Linked DNA regions of Zea mays: all the other regions are linked to region 1. A link is a contact called in public Hi-C data. All regions are on one chromosome and are shown on one strand. The core of a region is the stretch at or near the end of the contact, and the rest is flanking DNA. Distances in the headings are between cores, read along the strand shown. Region 1 holds the start of LOC100194381 (Arabinogalactan peptide 20). Region 2 holds the start of LOC100283380 (elongation factor 1-delta 1). Region 3 holds the start of LOC100502227.

What was found. A called contact is a pair of places that touch in the nucleus more often than the background predicts.
Region 2: a contact with region 1 is called in a Hi-C map of ear, with 2.7 times the contacts expected there. The contact joins the promoter of LOC100283380 here to the promoter of LOC100194381 in region 1. A contact is called at or near these places in 2 of 25 Hi-C or Micro-C datasets (ear and tassel).
Region 3: a contact with region 1 is called in a Hi-C map of ear, with 2.2 times the contacts expected there. The contact joins the promoter of LOC100502227 here to the promoter of LOC100194381 in region 1. A contact is called at or near these places in 2 of 25 Hi-C or Micro-C datasets (ear and tassel).

What each region holds. Positions count from the first base shown.
Region 1 is chr8:114,849,794-114,854,098 of Zm-B73-REFERENCE-NAM-5.0, forward strand. LOC100194381 (Arabinogalactan peptide 20) reads right to left here and starts at 2,083. Exons shown (of 2, transcript NM_001309898.1): 1 at 1,888-2,083; 2 at 1,521-1,764. The coding sequence starts at 2,005. The coding sequence ends at 1,658.
Region 2 is chr8:114,684,498-114,688,754 of Zm-B73-REFERENCE-NAM-5.0, forward strand. It overlaps LOC100283380 (elongation factor 1-delta 1), which reads right to left and starts at 1,643. Exons shown (of 8, transcript NM_001156281.2): 1 at 1,458-1,643; 2 at 801-914; 3 at 605-721; 4 at 444-528; 5 at 78-201. The coding sequence starts at 886. It overlaps LOC103635722 (a long non-coding RNA gene), which reads left to right and starts at 3,613. Exons shown (of 3, transcript XR_557580.2): 1 at 3,613-3,649; 2 at 3,727-3,758; 3 at 3,960-4,009.
Region 3 is chr8:115,071,804-115,075,634 of Zm-B73-REFERENCE-NAM-5.0, forward strand. It overlaps LOC100502227, which reads left to right and starts at 2,342. Exons shown (of 6, transcript NM_001196704.1): 1 at 2,342-2,462; 2 at 2,548-2,584; 3 at 2,695-2,917; 4 at 3,029-3,190; 5 at 3,384-3,503; 6 at 3,615-3,831. The coding sequence starts at 2,426. The coding sequence ends at 3,752.

The sequences.
Region 1 (4,305 bases), core at 833-3,332:
TAATAACAGAGTGTACCCTGCGGAGGGATCGACGCTCAAGTCATCAGTGGCTTAATTCACACGAGACATCTCGTGTGTATGTTCGATGTAGTCGTACGCAGTCGATGCAGGCAGATGTACATAGTGCAGTCCCATAAATGGCGCCGACGACGAAAAACTGGATCAGCATTGGTCAAGCGGACGGAGCGAGCAGTCACGAGTACGATCCCAAAAACCTGATCGCCCGCACACCCGTGCAAGTGTAGCTCTGTAGACTGCGATTTCGGAGGCCTGCTCTTCCACACTCTATGTGCTCGCAGAAGGTGGGACGAGAATGGTTGTGTGCAACGCGTTTGAGACTGTTCGGTGTTCGTAAGTACTGTCGTAACCAGAAGCAGCACTCCAGGCAAAATGCGCTACCGTTAAGAAGGAATATTCAGACCAAGGTCCGATCTACCACGGCCACGGGCCGGCCCGGCCGGTGGCATGCGCGTGACAGTCCTTCATTATTTTCTCAGCTTCTCAATAGATGCATCAATGGTTCGCCTATTTAAGGGTCTGTTTGGTTGGGCTGTGGCTGTGAAAAAAGTTGTTGTGGGGTGTTAGCTGTGGAAAAAGCTGTTGTAGGCTGTGAGCTGTTAAAAAGCTAAAAATCGTTTGGTGGAAACCACTAATAGTCGTTAAAAGTTTTTCGATATATATTTTACAGTTCCATCAGAAAGCCACTAAAAGCAGGTCCACGGGTGCTTTCAGTTTTGCACTACAAGAAAGTCGGCTTTTAGAAAAAGCTGCTTCTTGGATCCAGACCTTTGGTTGACTTTTGGCTTTTAAGGGGCAAAAGCCAAAACCAAAAGCCAAACTAAACACACCCTAAGTTTATTGAATTGTCACTTGAATTTCCGGTATGGTAGTAAATTTAGGCTAAGGATGTGTTTGGTTTGACTTTTGGGTTTGGCTTTTGCCCCCTTAAAAGCTAAAAGGCAACCAAAGCGCTGGATCCAGTAAGCAGCTTTTTCTAAAAGCCAACTTTCTCGTAGTGCAAATCTGAAAGCACTCCTGGAACTGCTTTTAGTGGCTTTTCGGATGGAAAAACGTATATCGAAGAATTTTTAACGACTTTTAGTGGTTTTCACCAAACGATTTTTAGCTTTTTAACAGCTTACAGACTACAACAGCTTTTTCCACAGCTGACAACCTACGACAGCTTTTTCACAGTCATAGCCCAACCAAACAGACCCTAATTCCACGTTAATTCAACAATACTTCCTGCTCCCGGCGCATTCTAACATGAACCGATGATCTCGATTGCTATCGGGAAATAGGGCCTTAACGGTTTGACTAATTCAGATCCTGCGAAAGCCCCAACAACAAACACCACACCACAAGGCTTCGCGTGTGGAAGGTCAGGTCAGGTCAGATCTCAGATGCGCGCTAGGCACTACTGAACAAGAACTACTCCTCGAGGTCTCCCCGATGCAACACAAAGCGACAACCAATGGACATCGAAGCATGAACCAGAAGACATATAGGAGTAATAATATACACACGCGAAACCGAATGTAATTCATGGCAATGAATAGGTACCGAATCTCACCCACACACCCACACCACCACCCCCAGTTACTCTAGTGATCCACTACAAAAGCCTACCAAAAAATGGAGGAGAAAATCTGCTCGCTCAGAAGAGCTTGTACGGGGCGGAGGCGTCCAGAGGGTGGATGAGGTAGGTGAGCACCAGCGCCATGATCATCAGCAGGTACGCGATGCCCTGGTCAATCGACGTCCCTGCAGCGAAACACAGATCATCAGGATTCAGGAGGCCGCTGCTTGTATTCGAGAAATCGCGCTCCGATCCCGACGGCGCCGGGTGGGGTAGACGGTAAAAACTGGAAGGCAAAGAGGACTCACCGTCGCTGGTGGGCGCCGGGGCGGGGGCCTGCGCGGCGGCGGCGACGGCCGGCACGGCGATGGCGAAGACGAAGACGAAGACGAGCGCCGTGGCGAAGGCGAGACTACCCATGGCCATGGCACCAGCAGCAGGTGGTGGAGCACAGACAGACCAGAGACGAGGAATCCCGATCAGCTCTGCTTGTACCGCATGTGCATTCACTCCACCCCCCCTATAAAACGGATCGTGAGCGTAATTATTCAGCGGCAACGGCTCTCTCTCTCTCTCCTTCTCTCTCTAGAACCGCTGGACCTCGCTGGGACTGCTATGGCGTGTTGCGCCGGCGGTGGGTCCACGCACATGCACAGCCGTTGCGGGGGGCTGTTTGCAGTTTGCGGCAGGATCGGCCAGTCTGGAATTGAGGCTGGACCTGGCTGGCTCCGTTGCCTTTGCCTTTGCCGTCATCTCAATCTGGCTGGCCGCACAAATGTTCCACCTGCGGATCATCGCCGTGCCTTTTGTTTACTCCTTCATTCACGTCTATTTATATTGTCAGTATAAATATCTGTATTTTCTTATTAGGCGTGCCTGATTCACTCATGCCAAGGGGGCAAAGGATATGCTGCGCTGGAGCTGTGAACAGCTATCTTAGTTGTTACACTAGCAGGTTGTCCATAATTTGCTACAGGGGTATCATATAAATATGCATTGAGATATTTATTGAAATATAATTATTGTTTATTTCTAAATACTAAGATACGTGTGGTCTAATGGTTACCCCAAATTTCTAGAGCAGGGGACATGAGTTTAAGTGCTCGTTCTGTATTGTTTTTTGTGTGGTGTGGTAGTTGCACGGACAGAGTCGGGTGCTAGGCCGGTAGTAGCTGGCTGCGCGGGCACTGGGGGTCCCCACAGGGCAGGAGCTGAGAGAGCGTTGCACGGCCGCTGGACATGGGGCCCACAGGTCACGGTGGGTTGTGTGGGCGGGCTCAGAGTGTTAGCGCGGAGGATGAAGACGTGGTAGCACCAGGTTCCCACATTAGGTTCTTAATAGAGTATTATTGATAAATCTTTCTTCAGCAGCTCCCTTATCGCATCCTTTATCTCATCTCATATTTTAAGTTTTACGCTGCAAACAGTACCATGTACAGTGTCGCGTCCTCTATTTTACACTATCCATCAAAGACAACCTAATGCTCCACATGTTTCAATTTATAATTGTTATACTAGTCAGTTGCCCGTGATTTGCTACGGTTGTTATATATCATATAAATAGGTATTAAGATATTTATTGAAATATAATTATTGTTTATTTCTAAATACTAAGATACGTGTGGTCTGATAGTTACCTCAAATTTCTAGAGCAGGGGACATGAGTTTGAGTGCTCGTTCTGTACTATTTTTTGTGTGATGTGCTAGCTCCACGGGCGGGGTCGGGTGCTGGGCCGATAGTAGCTGGCTGCGCGGGCACTGGGGTCACCACAGGGCAGGAGCTGAGAGAGCGTTGCACGGCCGCTGGATGTGGGGCCCACAGGTCATAGGGGTGCGTGGGCGGGCTTAGAGTGTCAGCGTAGATGGTGAAGACGTGGTAGCACCAGGTTCCCACATTAGATTCTTAATAGAGTAGTATTGATAAGTCTTTCTTCAGCAGCTCCCTTATCTCATCTCCTATTTTAAATTTCACACTGCAAACAGTACCATGTACAGTGTCGCGTCCGCTATTTTACACTATCCATCGAAGACAGCCTAATGCTCCATCTGTTTTAGTTTATAATTCATTTGACTTTTTTACCTAAAGTTTGGTTGGATCGTCTTATTTTTTTTTAAAAAATCATAATTATTAAATTTTACTGTAATATTATTTTACGTATAACATATTTTAAATATAGCTTCAATTTTTTATTCTTTTAGAAAAAATGAATAAGACAAAAGGGTCAAACTTGACAAAAAAATCAAATAAACTATAATTTAGGACTGAAGGAGTATATAATTGTGGTTTCAAGACATATGTAGTGATGTCCCCGTTATTACTTTGCTAAACATGAGCTCATTGATACGGTGACGTACTAATGTTTCCTGCATAGAACTTATATCAAAATCTTTGCGATAAATATTTTCAAATTATTATATTTGCAACAAATGTTGTTAATATGTTTGCATTAAATATTAAGATGCGTTTGGTTTAGCTTTATGAACTTTCTTCTGTTTTGAAAAAGCAGAAGATGAACAAGAAAGTTTAGCTTTTCTACTTTACTTTGAAAAATATTTATAGTACAAATTTAAAAGCAGTTTGGACTATTAGGTTCAACATCTAAGTTATTAAAACGTCAAGCCTTTTGGACGCCTCCCCGCATTCGGCGGCTTCGCACTCTTGTGTGGGTCCCAGCGAAGGCCAGCAGAACCTCCTCCTCCTCTCGCTCCGCCGCCGCCTTCCCCTC
Region 2 (4,257 bases), core at 393-2,892, 170 kb before region 1:
AAGCCTCAACAACAATATAGCAATAGCAAGGGTGTGTGATTGAGAGAATAAAACAGAAACTATGCACACTGACATACATTCTTTCTTCTTGCCAGAAGCCTTGGCAGCCGCAGCACGTTCTTCAGCAGCCTTCTTCTCCTCTTCAGTCTCCTCGCCAAAAAGGTCAACATCATCATCGTCATCCTCGTCAGCAGCTGGGGCCTGTGGTTATTAGAAATGCACTTCAGTGACTAAACTGGGTAAGTCAGAGATTCATATCTCAGATATTGAACCACATGGTTGATAGCTTTAGTAAACAATAATAATTCAAGTCAGCAATCATCACAAACAAATTATGTGAACATATTAAACGACTAACAATTTTCAGCCGAAAATCACAAAGAATGGGCGCAACACTTCAGTTCATTTAGTTTTCACCCAAAATAAGAGTTAAGAATTTATACCTGTCCATCAGCAACATCAAGAATTGAAGCTGAAGGAACCGCTGATGGCTCAACCTTAACACCTAGGCCCTCTGCGGTAACTCCACTGAAATAGTATGGATTATTAGCACACTCACTGCTAACGGGATACCTAGGAAACATAAAGGCCAAGAAGGGCATACCTCAGCCTCAGGAGTGCATCAATGTGATTAAACCACCTTGCTACATTGATATACTTGGATGAGGGATCAGCCAAAAATGAAGAGTAGACAGCCAGGTCATCCTTGGAAGCTTGGTAGCTAGAGAAACATTAATGCAGCATAAGTTCAGTAGAAATGTTATGACCATTGTGCAAATAGAGTAGCTCCAATCACATACCCAGTGATGTAGCTGCGAGTGAGAAGGTACTCATCAAGCTTTTTCAGCCCTGCCTCGGCGTTGACATTTGCAAAAGAAACGGCCATCTGCCCTCAAGAAAGATTAGCAAGTAATCTGACGGCACATATGAGTATTGTTAGGACTTGAAATGTCAAATCATGACAATAGTTAAATAAAGAGAGAGAGAGAGAACAATACTGCCGCTAGTACTGTAAAACAGAATCATTAACAACTACAAAGATATTAGATTAACAAGCACCCTGAACCAAAATCTAAACCAAAGCTATGTTTCTGAAATGTCATAGCTTAACTCAGACTCAGACCTTAAGTAAACTTTATGGGCACCCCGACAACATATCACAGCAACAAGATTCTTAAAATCATGAGACAGTCACTGTTCACCAAAACGGTCATTTAGCCCCTCTACACACGGTTTAAACCAAACAGCACTAAGCGCACGTTTCAGCGCGCTGAAGCGCTAAGAAGACGGGTAACGCGTCGCTGTGGGGCATAAGCGCTCCCAAAGCGGCGCGACCGCCTTGGTCGAGTAGCGGCTGCTGGCTCCTGCCCTCAGACCGCGCACGGCGCAGCCGCCGGGGCCGGGCGCCGTTGACGATCCACCGGAGGCGGGAGGAGACAGAGAGAGGGGGTACGCACGTAGGGTCACCGGCCGGTGTGCGGTGGACCGGAGGCGGGGGCGTGATGCGACTGGCGAGAGGCGGGAGGGGAAACCGCTGATGCCGTCACTGAGAGCCCGAGCGCGAGGAAGGGAGGCAGCGGAAGATGGATCGCCGGCGCTGCGAAGAAGATGGAGATGGAGATCAGGAGATGGGAGGATGAAGAAATGGCGGCGGCTGTGTGCCTTCGCTGGGACAAATATGGATTTATATCATTATGAAAACAGGGCTTTTGGGTAGTAGCTCTGGACCTCTGGTTAATTGTTCTGTTGGTGGGCTTTCCTGTGTGCTGGCTCTCTGAATCAGGGGGTCGGTCTACGAGGTCGTCTGACAGTTTGCTTCATGCTTCTGACTGCAAAACTTTAGTTTCGACGAACAATAATATATTTTTGTTATAAAAGTAATAGAAATGAAGTTCTCCTCGTGTCAAAAAAAATGAAAACCAGACTTCGACCAAATGACATCAGGTGAACACGCTTCGCTATTACATCATTCTTAAACATTTTTTTATAGATAAAATGCTATTTAGGAGGTTATTTGAAACATAAAACTATTTTACTGCAACGTTAGTTCTTGATCAGACACTTTTGCCCCTGGATGAAAATAGCCGCTCAGCTCGCTCGTAACAGCCTGTCCGCAGCTAAAAAAAAGGTTGTCCGCCTACGCTCAGCCCTTGGACAAATGTGCAGGCCGTTATTAAAATATTCTCAAACACTGTCTAAAATCAAGTATATCATGTACTGAGAGCCACACACTCGGTACACACAATTTCTTCGGTTCCAAATGACAACTATATTCTTTGAGCAGTAACATGTCATGTGATGACAAATATCATGCCAACATTTCAAGTTCATTCATAGCCATTACCATCAAACACAGATTACATAGGCAGTCTCTTGCACCATATAGTTGGAACTAGTTATTAAAAAACATATATATACTACTATATTAAGGCTGTAAGGGTAGTCTGCCTCCACCTCATTCTGCCTTCAGCCAATCTGCATCGTCCATCTATATGCGTCAAATCATCACCGTCCGTCTCGTCGCCTCCGCTTCAAGCCTCCTCCATCCCTCGATCGCAACTGCTCCTCTCTCCGCTCCCCTCTTCCTCGACAGCTAGATCCTCCATCAGGCTTCATTCGCGCCGTCGTCGGCAACGGCTCCGGCCTTCCCACGCCGCCGTCCATCCTCCCCCCGACTCTCCTCCCCACACCGCCGCCGCTCCCACCACCCGCAAAAACACCACGCACACGGGCGCGAGCGCGGAGACCGACCACCATGACACCACCTCCTCCTCCGATTGCCTCTGGCCTCGCCATCCCTCTGTCCTCGACTTCCCTCCGTCCTCCCGGTCTCCAGCCTCCCGGATCGGAAGCTCCACGTGGCGTGACAGCTCGTCTCTGTCGTCTATGGTGGCGGCAGAGGTGTACTCGCCGACCGCGGCGGCGACGGCGCAGCAGCAGCGGGAGAAGGCGGCGTCGCAGGTGTGGCGGGCGGTGGTGGGGTGGATCGGCTTCCTTGTTCAGGTTCTGCTTTCCAGCTCTTATCCTTCGTCGGCGTCCGGTACCCGCTCCTCTCCGGGCCCGCGGCCTCGAACCCGTCGCCGGAGGTGGCCTTCATGCCGCTCCGCTCCGAGATCCCAACTGACGCGGCACCTGCCCCGACACCTGCGCCTGAGCCCATGGGCCACCTCACGGTACGGAGCTTCGATTTTTTATTCGATTCGGTTGAGCTTTTGAGATGTCCGGGGTGGGGAAACGGCGCCTTTGTGAAGTAGGAGTAGAAGGGTTTCAATCAAATAGTATTTGGACTTGGATGTGCTGATCAAATTGGATTATGCTTCGGTATTTGGGGATGATTGGGATTAGTTGGAGTGACTGATTTAAGGCTAACGGAGGTTTGGTGGTTTAGTTCAGGTAGTATTGTTGATTTTTGGTTATAGAATAATTAGTATTTGGACTATATAGCAGTCCTTCCCCGATGAGTTGGTTAATAGCATGGGCAATTAGTTGCCCTACAATTGCAAAATAAGGCCTTGATCATTTTAGTAGTACATACTTACGGTTGCATTATCATCTCCTCTCCAAACTGGTGGTGATATGTTTCCGGTGGCCTTCAAGTGAAGCTTTGGGACATAGTTCCAGAATACTGGTTCCCTGTCATTCTGTGTAGGTGAGTAGATAACCTTCTATCATTGTTAAAAACTTCTTGATTGTAGCTGGATTATGACATATATACTATCTTATCAGCTGATCCAGTACACGGGCTGTTATACTGTAAGGTATGCCCATAGTTGGATTTCTGATAGTTTGGATCGGCAAAGAAGCTTATAGCTTCTCATAAAAGGAGCCAAAACTGAAACTGGAAGTCATATCGTTGCTAAGCGTTACTACTTAAGTTCCTTGAAATGAAGTCAGACTAAACATTTGTCTCTTATGTTTACGCATCTGATATTCTCACAACATTAGAGCTGTATGTTCAGGTAGTGCTTGACTTGGATGAGACTTTAGTTTCTGCATATGAATCATCTAGCCTTCCTGCTATTGTATGTACACAAGCTGTTGAAGCAGGATTACATTGCTTTGATATGGAATGCATATCTATCTCTACTAATCCTTAAGGGTGGACGGAGGGCGTCCACAGGCCTCACCGTGCCCCCGCCCGTGATGCCCGTCGTCGCGCACGTCTTCCTCCTTTCTCCCCGCATCCCACACGCCCCGCTCCGCGAACTGCTCCTCCCCCGCCCCGCGAACTGCTCCCTCCCACGCGTGCCCCGCCTG
Region 3 (3,831 bases), core at 1,092-3,591, 220 kb after region 1:
TGGGCCTCTCGGAGAGAAAGGTTCTCCTGATTTGGGTCCAGTGGCTGTAATGCAGCAGCCCCTGTCGCTGAAGCTTTCTTCGGCGGCATGACGAGGATCAGTGCTTGCCGAAGGTGGTCGAAAAAAGGTTCACCGGAGGTGGACGCCGGGGACTTGTTCTCAAATGCTATGAATTAAGAACAAGGCAACACAAAAACAGATTATTTGTTAATGACTTTCGTCCTTCGAAGCATTATTTCCCCAAGGATATAATGCTTTCCGGACGAAGGACATGAAGGACATACCTTCATCATCTCAACATATATATATATATACATAATAACAACAAACGAAGCATGCAAAACATAAGAAACAATGTGAAGAATTATATAACATTATCATATATATATTTTTCTTTATATAATTGCCAATGAATATAAATACAATATTGAGTTACATCTAGTACCTTCGGCTTGACAGAAGACAAAGAAAGCGTGACGCAAAAAGCAAATGCCAAGTCAGCGTGAACAGTACGGGAGTACTGTTCACGCTATTTATAGGCACGGGACGCAGCCCATGTGAAATTACATTCGTGCCCTTTACATTTGCTAGTGACTCTAAAGTAATCCACCGAGGTCTGAATAGTCTTTTCACTTTTAAATCGGTTCCTTTTTTTTGCCGTCATGCCGAAGCTCCCTTGTGTGTAGCTTCGGCGCCGTGTCATCCTTCGTGATGTTCCTGCTTCTCACTCTGTGTAGTTCTGATTCGAGTTCGAAGATACCTGTTCATATATAATACTCGGAAAATATTGTTAAATCATATTTTTGAGGACCTTCGAAGACGAAGGTCCCAACACCGTACCCTCTTGGATCGATGCCACACGACGAGACGAGCACTTACATTACATCGTGCAGTGGTTGTGTAGGCCATGCATGCAGCATGCATGCCGCACCACGCACGAGCGCTCATTGCTAGCTGGCCGCCCCCGCCGCCGCCACATGCATGCTACGAGTGGACACTACCGCCGACGAAGCCATCGCTGCTCTGCTACCCTCCTCTCACATGCATACGCGAGGTGTTAAATGTACGCCACGCCATAGTGGCAATTCCAAGTCAGCTAGAGAAATGCCTACACGACTAGTACGAGGGTGACGTAGATCTACTGGGATTTTATTGGGACCCAGAAGTACACGAGCACCAATATAATGGTTAGTGCATTTGACTCGATGTAAATTTAACCGACGTTCAGTAGTACTAGTGATTATCCGACTGGGTATCCAATAATTAATATCTGCCTTACTGCCATTCTTCTCGGTCCAGTCTGGTTTGTTTACCCTCTAAATTATATAATCTAGTTTAAATAAATTAAGAAACAAATAAACAACATAGATCAGATTATTAGGTGAATTATATAATCTAAATATATATGGATTATGATAATCTATAAGCAGACCACTATATTTACATATAATCCATAATCCATAAGCTGGATTATACGATCCTGAAAGCAAACAAACAGAGCCTTAGTTACATTAATACCTGACACCGAGAAAAACTATCAGGCCAGGTCTACATTTCATATTTACGGAATGTTTGGATATCCATAAATATATCCTAAATAACATCTGCAGTATCCCTCTACGCACCCTACGATGATGTGTCTATCTCTTCTCTGTACGAAGAGAGGGTCCCGGCCCGTTCTCTCGTGATTATATTATTCTCTCTCGAGGCTCACACACGGAACTTGTAGCTACTGATACATACCAGCTCACAGCAGATGAAAGACCTTACGTACCTTGTCTGTCTGCACTATACTAAAGGGGACTGTTTGGTTTGATGGACTAAAGAGTAGTCTATCCATTTTAGTCTCATTTAGTTCTTAAAAATTATCAAACGGTTGGACTATAAACTATATTAGTCTCTAGTCCCTCAAGAGATGACTAAAAGGGTCTAAACCATATAAATATTCTACTTCTTGTTTCTTCTTTATTTCAGTTGCACAATGATGAGAGAATGCTAAAAGATATTTTAGTCCTCTTATGATTTATTATTTAATATGTTTTGAATAGTTTTAGTCCCTAAAATTAAACAGTGTAGGGACTAAACTAATTTAGTCTCGTACCTAAACTTTAGTCCCTGAACTAAAGAATAAAGAAACCAAACTGAGCATAGGAGACTCATCATTTTTCTTAGCAACAGCGGAAAGGCAGGCCGCACGTACGTACGTACTAATATATTCTTTCTAGAGCAGACATAGTGGCCTGAGCATACCCTTGTCTCGAGCTCAGCACATTCCTTTCGATGCGCTATATATAAATAGGCCACCACGCCATTATCACACAGCTAGCAAATGAACCAGCCACAATAATCCTGATCCTCGATCTTGCGTCGTCGTCGTCAAAGAGACGACTCGATCATCATCTCATCTCAGAGCACGCAAGCAACAATGGTTACTAGCATCCGCGTCATAGTTGGAATCATAGGTACGGTACTTGATCGATTTTCTGTCTGAATCTACGTACGTACGTACGACCCCTGCTGCTGATGTTTTTCTTTAATTTCTCGCAGGATCTGTAGTCTGTGTGCTCCTCTACGCGGTTCCAGTGTAAATAATCACTAGACCATGCATGCATATGCATTTCCTGATCGAGCATGAGTTCTCCGATCCTGCGTTCATGTAAAAACAAACGAACAAACAAACAATTAATTTTGCAGGCTGACGTTTAAGAGAGTGGTGAAGGAGGCCAGCGTTGGGGAGTTCTCGTGCGTGCCATACATCCTCGCCCTTTTCAGCGCCTTCACCTGGGGCTGGTACGGCTTCCCCATCGTCAGTGACGGGTGGGAGAACCTGTCGCTCTTCGGCACGTGCGCCGTCGGAGTGCTCTTCGAAGCTTCGTTCGTCGTCGTATACGTGTGGTTTGCGCCAAGAGACAAAAAGGTACACGCCGTCGGAGTCGGAGAGCATCAGAATTATACATGCATATGGTTTGCTCATCATCATCATCATCATCATCAGAACATTATTTGCCGGCCGGCCTTTAATTTGCAGAAATCTGTCGTCCTAATGGTGTCTCTGGTTGTGGCAACGCTCTGCGTCATCGTATCCTTGTCAAGCTTCGTGTTCCACACGCACCATATGCGCAAGCAATTTGTTGGTAGCATTGGTATAGTCACCTCCATATCCATGTACAGCGCTCCGCTTGTAGCCGTGGTGAGTACTCGTATATCTATGATCAGTTACCACAGAATCTAGCTTGGATTGCAAATTTTGATAATACGAAGGCTAGCTAAAACTCTGAATGAAAATAGGGCTTCTAATCTTGGATTGCAAATTTTTGAATTAATTACTAGCTCACCATGTTCTGTTTTTGTTTTTTTGTCCTCCCCACCATGCACAATTGCAGAAGCAAGTCATCCTGACCAAGAGCGTGGAGTTCATGCCTTTCTACCTGTCGTTGTTCTCCTTGCTGACCAGTTTTACATGGATGCTGTACGGCATCCTAGGAAGGGATCCCTATCTTACGGTAATTATATGTATATATATATATATACATATGCACGCAATCTGGATTTACTGTCTACTGTTCTGCCTTTGCTTTAATTTGCTGATCAACTTTGCTTCGTTCTGAACGAAGGCACCAAACGGCGCCGGGTGTTTAACTGGACTTCTTCAGATCGCTGTGTACTGCATTTACAGCAGATGCAATCGACCGCCGAAAGCAGTCAATGGTGCGACAACTAGCCGTGAAGATGCAAATGATTGCAAGGTTTGACTTGGAGAGTCTTAAGAAACTGCCTCTCTCCGACGACGCTAGATACTACAGTGGCGCTATTAATTCGCATGTGTGCAGT